Regions from separate parts of the Mus musculus genome. Here region 1 is linked to region 2. A link is a contact called in public Hi-C data. All regions are on one chromosome and are shown on one strand. The core of a region is the stretch at or near the end of the contact, and the rest is flanking DNA. Distances in the headings are between cores, read along the strand shown. Region 1 overlaps Vav2 (vav 2 oncogene). Region 2 overlaps Vav2 (vav 2 oncogene).

Evidence for each region. A called contact is a pair of places that touch in the nucleus more often than the background predicts.
Region 1: a contact with region 2 is called in a Hi-C map of double positive thymocytes, with 1.6 times the contacts expected there. The contact joins two enhancer-like sites. A contact is called at or near these places in 6 of 15 datasets of contacts at CTCF or cohesin (the NIH/3T3 cell line, embryonic stem cells, large pre-B cells and 1 more), 53 of 484 Hi-C or Micro-C datasets (3T3-L1-derived adipocytes, the 63-12 cell line, B cells and 28 more), 12 of 115 datasets of contacts at active chromatin or transcription factors (the HPC-7 cell line, bone marrow-derived dendritic cells, double positive thymocytes and 7 more) and 4 of 9 other capture datasets (adipose tissue, embryonic tail, liver and 1 more).

The regions. Positions count from the first base shown.
Region 1 is chr2:27,294,722-27,299,174 of GRCm38.p6, reverse strand. Vav2 (vav 2 oncogene) reads left to right here. Exons shown (of 28, transcript NM_009500.2): 7 at 1,439-1,507; 8 at 2,952-3,052. Among named protein-coding and RNA genes, the nearest start is that of Sardh, 50 kb to the right of the region's middle. Within about 2 kb of position 2,209, at least 51 of the 459 cell types and tissues checked have an H3K27ac peak or open chromatin away from gene starts, as enhancers often do. A contact at or near this core is called in double positive thymocytes, where this site is marked.
Region 2 is chr2:27,375,693-27,380,305 of GRCm38.p6, reverse strand. The region is part of intron 2 of Vav2 (vav 2 oncogene); the gene reads left to right. Among named protein-coding and RNA genes, the nearest start is that of Vav2, 50 kb to the left of the region's middle. Within about 2 kb of position 2,180, at least 24 of the 459 cell types and tissues checked have an H3K27ac peak or open chromatin away from gene starts, as enhancers often do. A contact at or near this core is called in double positive thymocytes, where this site is marked.

The DNA of each region.
Region 1 (4,453 bases), core at 960-3,459, 81 kb after region 2:
AAGCTGCTTGCTAGCTCCTGCTTAGCAGAACAGCCCAGGACCACCAGGCCAGGGGTTGGTGCTACTTATAGCGGGCTGGGTCTTCCTGCATCAATGAATGCCCAGGCCAGCCCCCAGACACAACCACCGGACAGTCTGACCTGAGCAATCCCTCATTAAAACTCCCTTCCCGTGACTCTAGACTAGCAGGTTTCAACCTGTGGGTCTCGACCCCTTTGGGGGTCTCAATTCAGATATCCTGCATCAGAACAGATATTTACATTATGATTCATAGCAGTAGCAAAATTACCATTATGAAGTAGCATAATGGTAATTTTATGGTGGGGGTCAACATGAGGACCCGTATTAAAGGGTCACAGGTTAGGAAGGCTGAGGAGCACGGTAAGTTGACACAGCACACTGGGGTAACAGCCCCTCCACCTTGCCAGAGTGTCCCCACATAAGGTGCCTCCCCTCCCTTCTGTGGAAAGCCTCCCCTGCACCTCTTCTCAGTTCGCAGCTCTGCTTTTGAACATGTGAAGCCAGATCTTGAGCTAAGTTCTTCAAGCCTCCCCTTGCCCCGTGGGGTATACCGGTGCCTTTGTTGGTAGCCAGGAAAGTAGCACATTGGATATGATGGGCCATGTGACTAGATACCACCCAAGGCCCTGAGTACTGCCAGTGGCCTATATCCATCCACCTAGCCCCTGTCACCACTCAGTAGGCCTTGCTTTTGAATCTTCCTGGTGCATCAATGTCCTTGTATAATGAACAGTGCCACTGTCAACTAAAATCCTCTTGGCTGTTCTCTGGTGTGGAGTTTTCCCCAGTGTCTTTGTTATGGTTTCCATTGCTATAAATAAACACCATGACCAAAACAACTCTTATAAAGGACAGCATTTAATTGGGGCTGGCTTATGGGTTCAGAGGTTCAGTTCATTATCATCAAGATGGGAGCATGGCAGTATCCAGACAGACATGGGGCTGGAGGAGCTGAGGGTTCTCCATCTTCATCCAAAGGCAGACAGAAGACTGGCTCCCAGGCAGCTAGGAGGAGTGTCTTAAAGCCCACCCCCACAGTGACAAACTTCCTCCAAGGTTACACCTTCTCCAACAGGCCTCACCTCTAAATAGTACCACTCCCTGGGCCAAGCACATTCAAACCACCACACCCAATGTGGTCAGAATGGTGAGTGGGGAGCCTCTAGCCATGGTTCTGGTGTATGCTGCCCCTTGACCCAGGCTGACCTTACTATGGCCTCCACAGAGCTGTGGGCATGGACTGTGGTCTTGGTCCCAGCCTGCCTTGCCCACTCTGCAATCCCACATTTGTGCAGTCACACATTGTCCTCTGCATGTGCTGTCCAGTGAGCACTGAGCCCTCCCTGTGCAGGGCAGCTTTGGCTTTGGCTGGAAAGTGCCCACATACTGAGTGGCAGCATAAACTTCTTCCTTCCAGAACTACATGGGTCCCTTGCGGCTGGTGCTGAGCCCGGCGGATATGGCTGCTGTCTTCATCAACCTGGAGGTAAGCTTTCTGGCAAGTTCTGCCAGGTATGCAACTGTCTCCTAAGATGAGATCCCTGGGGCTTAGCAGAGCTACATCCCTGATGGTGCTTTGGCTGGCTTATGATTGACAGATGGGAGGATAGCTTCCCACACTGGAGACTGTCCTTTAGGAGGCAGAAGAGGTGATATCTGGTGTGGCCTGAGAGTTTTCCTGTGACTTGCTATGTTAGTTGTCAGCTGTGCACAGACTCACAGCTCTGGAGCAGACTCGAGACCCACAGGGCTATTAGCAAGGTTTCTGTTAAGACAGAAGGAAGTGCGCCCCACAACTGCTGTGCTCTGCAGGTGTCTGACCACTCATGTGCACCAGATGATCGTGTGTGAAGGTTAGCCTGCGAAGGCAGCTGGTTTACAACTCCAGATGTCACATATGAATGGCTGCCCCTCAGAGAAGGCTGCTCGCTTCTGGCTCCTTACCACCTCGGTCAGCTCAAAGACTGAGGTTGGGGTGGGGGGTGTCTTACTCTCCCACACAGGGCTGACCAGAGTGTTCCTTTTGCTGTCTGGGCTCCAAGCAGTACAAATGACTTGGGACAGAAACAAAGCTGAGAGGAGTAGAGGGCGTGGCCAGTGTTCTGACACCGTTCTGTACCTGGGGTGGAACTTGAGGAGGTGACCTAGTAAGGCCTTACTTCCTGCAGCAGTTGAGCGCTGAGTGGCTGCAGGCAGCTCCATTCTTCTGAGTGGCAGAGCAGCCACGAGGTTGCCAGCTGAGAGCAGCTACACTGCTTTCTCCATCTTCTGGCTTCAAGTCTGTCCTGAGGCAGCTGCCATGTGTCCCTAGGGGCCAGTTTGGGTCTGGGCAGCTCACTCCACTTCATGACCATACTGTGCTTCATCTTCTCCATGTGCTGGGCACTGTAACAAGGGTGTCCAGCCTGTGGCTGGGAGGTTGGGAGCATATGGCCCAGGATGGCTTTGAATGCAGCCACTAAGTCTCAAATTTTGCTTAAATCATTTAAGATTTGTTTTGTAGTTGTATATTTTTGTAATTGTGTGATTCTTGAGTGCTGACTCTGTTGATAGCACTGGGCTATAATGTCAAAAAGTTAGATAGTCAGGTGGTGGTGTCCCACACCTTTAATCCTAGTATTTGAATTAAGGCAGAGGAAGGCAGATCTCTGAATTCGAGCCTCAACTCAGACTAGACTCTGGTCTCCAGAGTGAGTTTCAGGACAGCAGGGACTATAAAGAGAAACCCTGCCTCCAAAACAAAACAAAACAAAAAGCTAGACACACCTGCTAGAAGCTTCTGACTGAGTGATAGTAGACTTTACAGGCTTAGGTGAGCACCCTGCAGCACCTCTTGGGTACGCAGGGCCTGGCTGTGCCTGGCTGTGCCTGGCTGTGCCTGGCTGTGCCTGGCTGGGCCTGGCTGGGCACTGACCATACTTTCCCTTTAGGACCTCATCAAGGTGCATCACAGCTTTCTGCGAGCCATCGATGTGTCCATGATGGCTGGTGGCAGTACCCTGGCTAAGGTCTTTCTGGAGTTTAAGGAAAGGTGAGTGACAGCTGCCTGGACTGGAGCCTCAGTTGCCTTCAAGGTTTGAGAGACCTTGTATACCTGGAAACCAGCCCGTGCATGATGCAGAGGCAGGCAGTTCCCAGAGGCTCAGCCTCACATTCTCGGGACTGAGGCAGGGGTCCACTCGTCTCTGGATCCTTGTTCCTCTTTGTAACCAGGGTCACTACCCACTGTTTCTCCATCACAGCTTGGAGGGCTGTGAACCTCCAAGCCTCACTTTGATAGTAGGGACTTGTGGGGTCCCTGCAACTGTCTCTGCCTCTCTGGCTTATTGGGATCCTGGTGGCTAATGCTTGGTCACTAGGCCTAAGACCCAAGGAAACATTACTGCTTATGTGAGTTGACATGTTCTATTCCATCCTTGACACTCTGCAGGCCAAATAGATTAGAGGATCATAGGCAGTTTGGGAAGAGGTGCTTGCTCATTGGTGGGATCAGAGCTTGACGTCCAGCTACAACGGCCATACCTCTGTGCATGTGCCCTAGCTTTAGCCATGCCCTGTAGCTCTACAGCAGGGATTGGAGGGCGTCTGGAGCTGACACAGAGCAGCCGCGGAGACCCGTGTGCTCTGTACCGCAAGAGAGACCCACACCTTCCAGGGCCACAGCCCCAAAGGTTTGAGCTGCCTCTTCTCTGAAGATGGCTCATATGTTGTGTGCCCTGTCAGAGCCTTCCCCCGTGACCCCCAGTCTCATGAAGAGCAGTAGCCAGGTGGAGGTATAGCAAGGAGGGCTTGTCTTTCAGGATGAAACGGTATAGTTTGAGATGCATGAGGTTAGGTATGTGCCTTTGTAACCTTATTTCCAAGTTGTGGGTGTTATTTTGTTTTGTTTTTCTTATTTTTAATTATGTGTTCATGTGGGACATGTGTACTAGAGTGCTGGGTGCCCATGGAGGCCAGAAAAGGGCATCAGATTCTCCTAGAACTGGAGTTGTAAGTGGTAAGCCACCCAACATGGGTGCCAGGAACCTAACAGTCCTCTGCAAGAGCTAGTATTATTTTTAACCCCTGAGCTATCTCTGTAGGCCCAATATATATATTTTTAATAGTATGAAATGTTGGTGGTTAAGATGAAGGCCCGTTACCTCTTACTTCCATTGCTAACTTCCTTGCAACACTCTCAGAATGAATCATTTGTTCAGTATTGAGAACAGTAAAACACTTTTAGAGTGTATGCTTCGAAGCAATCTGTGTGTGGAAAAGCGTGCAGGAAAGTCCCTGCTGCACCAAAGGCTGAAAGTATCAGAAGTTGCAGGGTATGGTTGCAGGGTGTTCCTGAACCTGACATAGCCAAGGGGGCAGGTGGAGCACCTATAGGAGACAGCACAGAATCATGCTGCGCCATGTCTGGACTCCATATGCTAAGCAAACACTC
Region 2 (4,613 bases), core at 931-3,430:
CTTCAGTTGTTTTCTTTTCTCCTCCTCTATCAGATAAGTGTCACCTCAGAGCTGCCTGCTTTGTCTGCTGTTACAACAAAAGCCACACTGATGGTCCAGGACACTCCTTTGACCCTACTGGGCCCCATCACATGTTGAGGGACACTTCTTCTCTGTGAGTGGGACAATTCTCTTGGGCAAGACTTAGTCTAGGGGAAGGCCTAGGATTGAAGGTAACTGTCACCATGACACTTACCTCTTCTGCTCCCTTTGTTCTCAGCTCCCTCCGAGAGCTTCATCGCTTTCCACTAGGACCTGTGGCCCCCAGCTTTGCTAAGCTGTTCTGTCTCTTAATTCCCTTCTTGAAGTCCGGTAGCTTCCTTCCATCCTCCTGTGACAGCTGACCAGTGCTGACAGGGAGCCCCTTAGGTCCTACTCATCACTGGAAAGTGTCACACACGCACACACACGCGCGCGCGCGCACACACACAGGGTTTCTCTGTATAGTCCTGGCTATCCTGGCACTAGCTCTGTAGACCAGGCCAGCCTCAAACTGAGTACTGGGTTTAAAGGCGTGTACCACCATTACCTGTTTTTTTCTTTTTCTTTTCTTTTTTTCTTTTCCTTTTCTTTCCTTTTTCCTTTCCTTCCTTTTATTCTTCCTTCCTTCTTCTTCTTTCCCTCCCTCCCTCCCTCCCGGAAGGCCTTACAAGCCTTTTCTGGGCCGTCTCTGTTCTTCTCTTAGCTGTATGCTATCCTCTTTGCCTCCATCAGATCCTGGCCCTGCTAAGTGAGACTTGCCCTGGTGGTACACTTGACAGCCTGGCTTTTTTGCCTGCTTTCTGTCTTCCTGGCAGTGTCCACAGTCCAGTGTCTTAAGTGCTCACTTACACTAAGTCCTAGTAGGGGTGAGTTCCTGTCAAGCAATGGCACCCTGAAGCCTCAGTGCATCCGTGTGACTCTGATATGACAGACGCTTAAGCCTTAGTGTGGGAGAGTCTAAGAAGCATGGGCCCCTGACTGGACCAGGAGGTCTGGCTCTGTAGGGACAGGAGGTTGATTGTTCCGTAGGAGGAGCCTTGGTTTCCAGAGGTCTAGGCTACTCATGTGTGTCCCAGCTGGGGTCTCACCTGGGAACCTGCAGCCCCTCCAGATGGTACAGTTGATACCAGCCTGATCTCAGACAGTCAGCTACTGATGTGGGTCACACGGTGGGATGCTTCTAATCAGTGCCCGCCCTTGACTCAGTAGAAATGTCGCTGCACTTCCTACTTCTGTAGCAGTTGACCTGGCCCTAAACAAGACCTGAGCATGGACTGACAGGTCACTAGATGATTCTGGCATTGCTTACCCACTGGCCTAGTCTCCACTCAGCAGCCTCTGAGCCCCTGAGTCCTCTCACTTCATGGAAGTCATGACAGGTCTCTGTCACCAGTACCATAGACTGAGTCCTTTCCACCCGGGAGCTCCTGTATCCATGCGAACCTCAAGGAATAGAAAGGAGGATGGTGAGGAGGCCAGGAGGTGGTTTGAGGACTGTGAGGCAGGGGGCAGTATGAAAGCTGGCCGGCCAGCTGCCTGGGTCTCAGGGGAAGGCGCTCGCTGCCAGTGCATCTGAGTGGTAGGACACTAGATAATGTCTAAGGCTTTGCTGATGGCAGCCACACAGTCTGGACACTTCTCCCCAGCTGTGGATCTTCAGCTTCTCTCAGTGAGGCAGGAAGTAGGGGGACAGAGCCCTACTGAGTCACCTCAGCCCCGTCTTTCTGCTGTGGCAGTTTGTTTAAAGGAAGGGAGAGTTCTAGAGATGCTTAAACAAGAGTTTGAAATCTCAGACTCTGCATAGCCAAGCTGCCACCTCCAGGTGTCAGCCACATGGTGTCTGGAAGGGTGCAGTCCGGTCACTAGTGGGTCACTAGTGGGGCAGGGTATTACACGGTGGTGGTGGGAGGCAGAGCTCACCTGCCCATATCCTGCTATGCTTGTTAGGGGCCTTCAGGGCCTCTCTGTGTCCCACCGTTCCTCCAGTACCTTACGGACCTTGGCTTATTTCCCGGGCCCTCTTCCTTAGGATCCCAAGCAGGAATCACTAGTCTACGTAGCATGTTCTACAGAGTGCTATGGCACAGCCAGCCCTGTACCTCACAGCCACCTGTAGCTGACACAGGAGGAAGCTAGCTTGCCTCTCCAGATGTTTGTTTTGTTCCCCTGAAATAGCTGTCTCCACCCCCACCCCCCATTGACCTATCCCCTCCTCCAGACATCTGCTGCCTTTTGTCCTCCGAATTTGACACAGGATGGGGGAGGGGAGAGGGACGTATTTGCTGGTGTTTCTGGCAGCCAGGTAAGGTGAGTCAGCTGAGAGTTTTTAACAGAAGGGCTCTGAAGCATACCCCAGATGTTACTGGGCTTGACACAGGCTGTCCCCCTTGTTGCTGCTACAGCACACTCCGTAGCACTGTGTCCCCATCCCTGAAATGGTTCTCAGAATCCTCATCCCTGAAACCTGCTGGGGGAAGGGACAGATGAGACAGCTGCACATCTTGTGGTGTGTCCTTTAAGTGGCAGGTCTTGGGAGTTACACAGGGATTGTGCCAGGGTTGGCTAAGTGGGCAGGCGTATACCCCATGGCCTGTTCCAATTGCCTGGGGTGCTGGCCTTACCAATCCTCTGATGTCATGTCACACACCGACACTTTGCCCTAGTTACTGTCAGGTGTCTGGAGGGACAGATTTTGGCATCTGTATGAATGGGTCTCCAGCCTTGTCTGGTCATAGACCCCTGATCTCCATACCCAGGCTTCAAGCCTCCTTGCGTCTCCACATTTCCCCCTAATATTTGTTCAGGAAGTTTGCTGAGTGGGCCTTTTGCTCTCCTGAGACGCTCTGCTGCTGGCTGGTGCCTCTCACCAGGCCCTGCTGTGCCAAGTTCATTTGCACGCCTTGGCTTAATGCTGTCTGGGAGGTACTGGGGCCTTTTCGCAGCATCCATTTCGTACTAATTACTTATTAAAATGCAGCCGTCATGGATCGGAGCAGCCTCAGGAATCCCGGCAGAGCCCTGGCAGGGGCTGCTGGCAATGACTTTCCAGTTCCTGCTTGGAAGACTTTCCTCCACACCTCTGCTAGTGGAGGAGGTTATAAGCCACCCTTTCAGGGGAACTTGAAGATCAAATATGCTGGGTGTGCATATGTAGAAATGAATATGTGCTCACCACACACACACACACACATATACACACACACAGTCTACCTCTGGGTTTTAACTGGCAATGAGAACATTTCATGGTCCTAGGGATGGAACCCATGGCCTTGTGCATGCTGGGCAGGTGCGCTGGTCCCCACTGCACCGAGCTCTGAGGCTGAAGTTGCTTACTTCTTGGAGTCTGGGTGTGGGATGCTTCTGGTCAGTAGCTGAGATGCTCCAATCAGCACTAGCCTTGTGAAGAGCTGTGTGTGTGGGTCCCCTGGGCTTCTTGGGAAATGGGAAGGGTTGAGCTGAAGGTTTGAGGCTGAGAGGAGCCCAAGCTAAAGATTGATCCCTCTTTTTTAGTGTTGGTGATGAAGGGCAGGGCTCTGCTTGGAGGCAGTGGTGGTGGTGAGTTGGATGCTGGTGCCCCCGAGGGTTCTAACTCTGAGGAGTGCTGAGGGCAGTACGCCAGAGGGATGGAAGCAGAGGGAAAGGCTCCAATGCTAGACGGTAAGGCAGAAGTGCAGTGGGCCATATCAGTATGCTGGAGTGCAGGCAAGTGGCACAGGAAGGAAGCTAGCTTCTTGTGGGCTCAGGCTTCGTGGGTGACCTGGCACCTTCCACAGAGCGGGATTGGGCAGGAGCACCTGCTGGACTGGGGAACTGGCCCACCGGCTCCTAGGTTTTCTGGTGCACTTGGTGCTCTGAATCCTGGAACACTCAGTCATGTCTGAGGCTCGGTATCTATCCCAGCTCAAGGTGAGACATGGGGCCCAGTGCCTTATGTCCCTTCTCATGGACCAGATGGTCTCATACCAGTGTTCATTTGTATGGCGAGTCCTCTGGCAAGCTCTCATGGTTAAGACACAGCCCCTTTGGTAAGAGCAGGCTCATGCTGGAGAGATGGCTCAGTCGTTAAGAGTACCCAAGTGCTCTTTCAGGTTCAATTTGCAGCCACCCACATGACAGCTCGCAACTGTCTGTAACTCTAGTTCCAGAGGATGGGCCTCTTCGTTGTGTTCTCTGCTCTGCTCAGCCTGAGCTAGAGCTGGAAACCTCAGCCACTGGGAAGGCAGAGGCTGGGACCACTGTGTGGTGGTGGGCCGCGGTGATGTAGCAGTGGCACTGGTGGCTGAGGTGTTTTTAGGATTTCTGGGTTTGGTGGGTGGGGTGAGAAGCTTGGGAGCTATACCTGCAATGGACGGGAGGTACACGCCGGCCCAGTGGGAGGTCGACTTAGCTTAAAGTAGAGAAGGTGGGGCAGGACAGGGTGGGTGAGGCTGGAGCTTGATGGAGACTTGGGCTTTGTTTTGAAATTTTTAGGAGCACAACTCCGTTCTGCTAAGCTACAGTCCAGGACAGGACACCAGGATCAATCCAAACACTCGAGAAAGCATGTGAGAGGTCCTGCACCGTGCCAGGGTTCTGGGAGACTGCTCTACTTG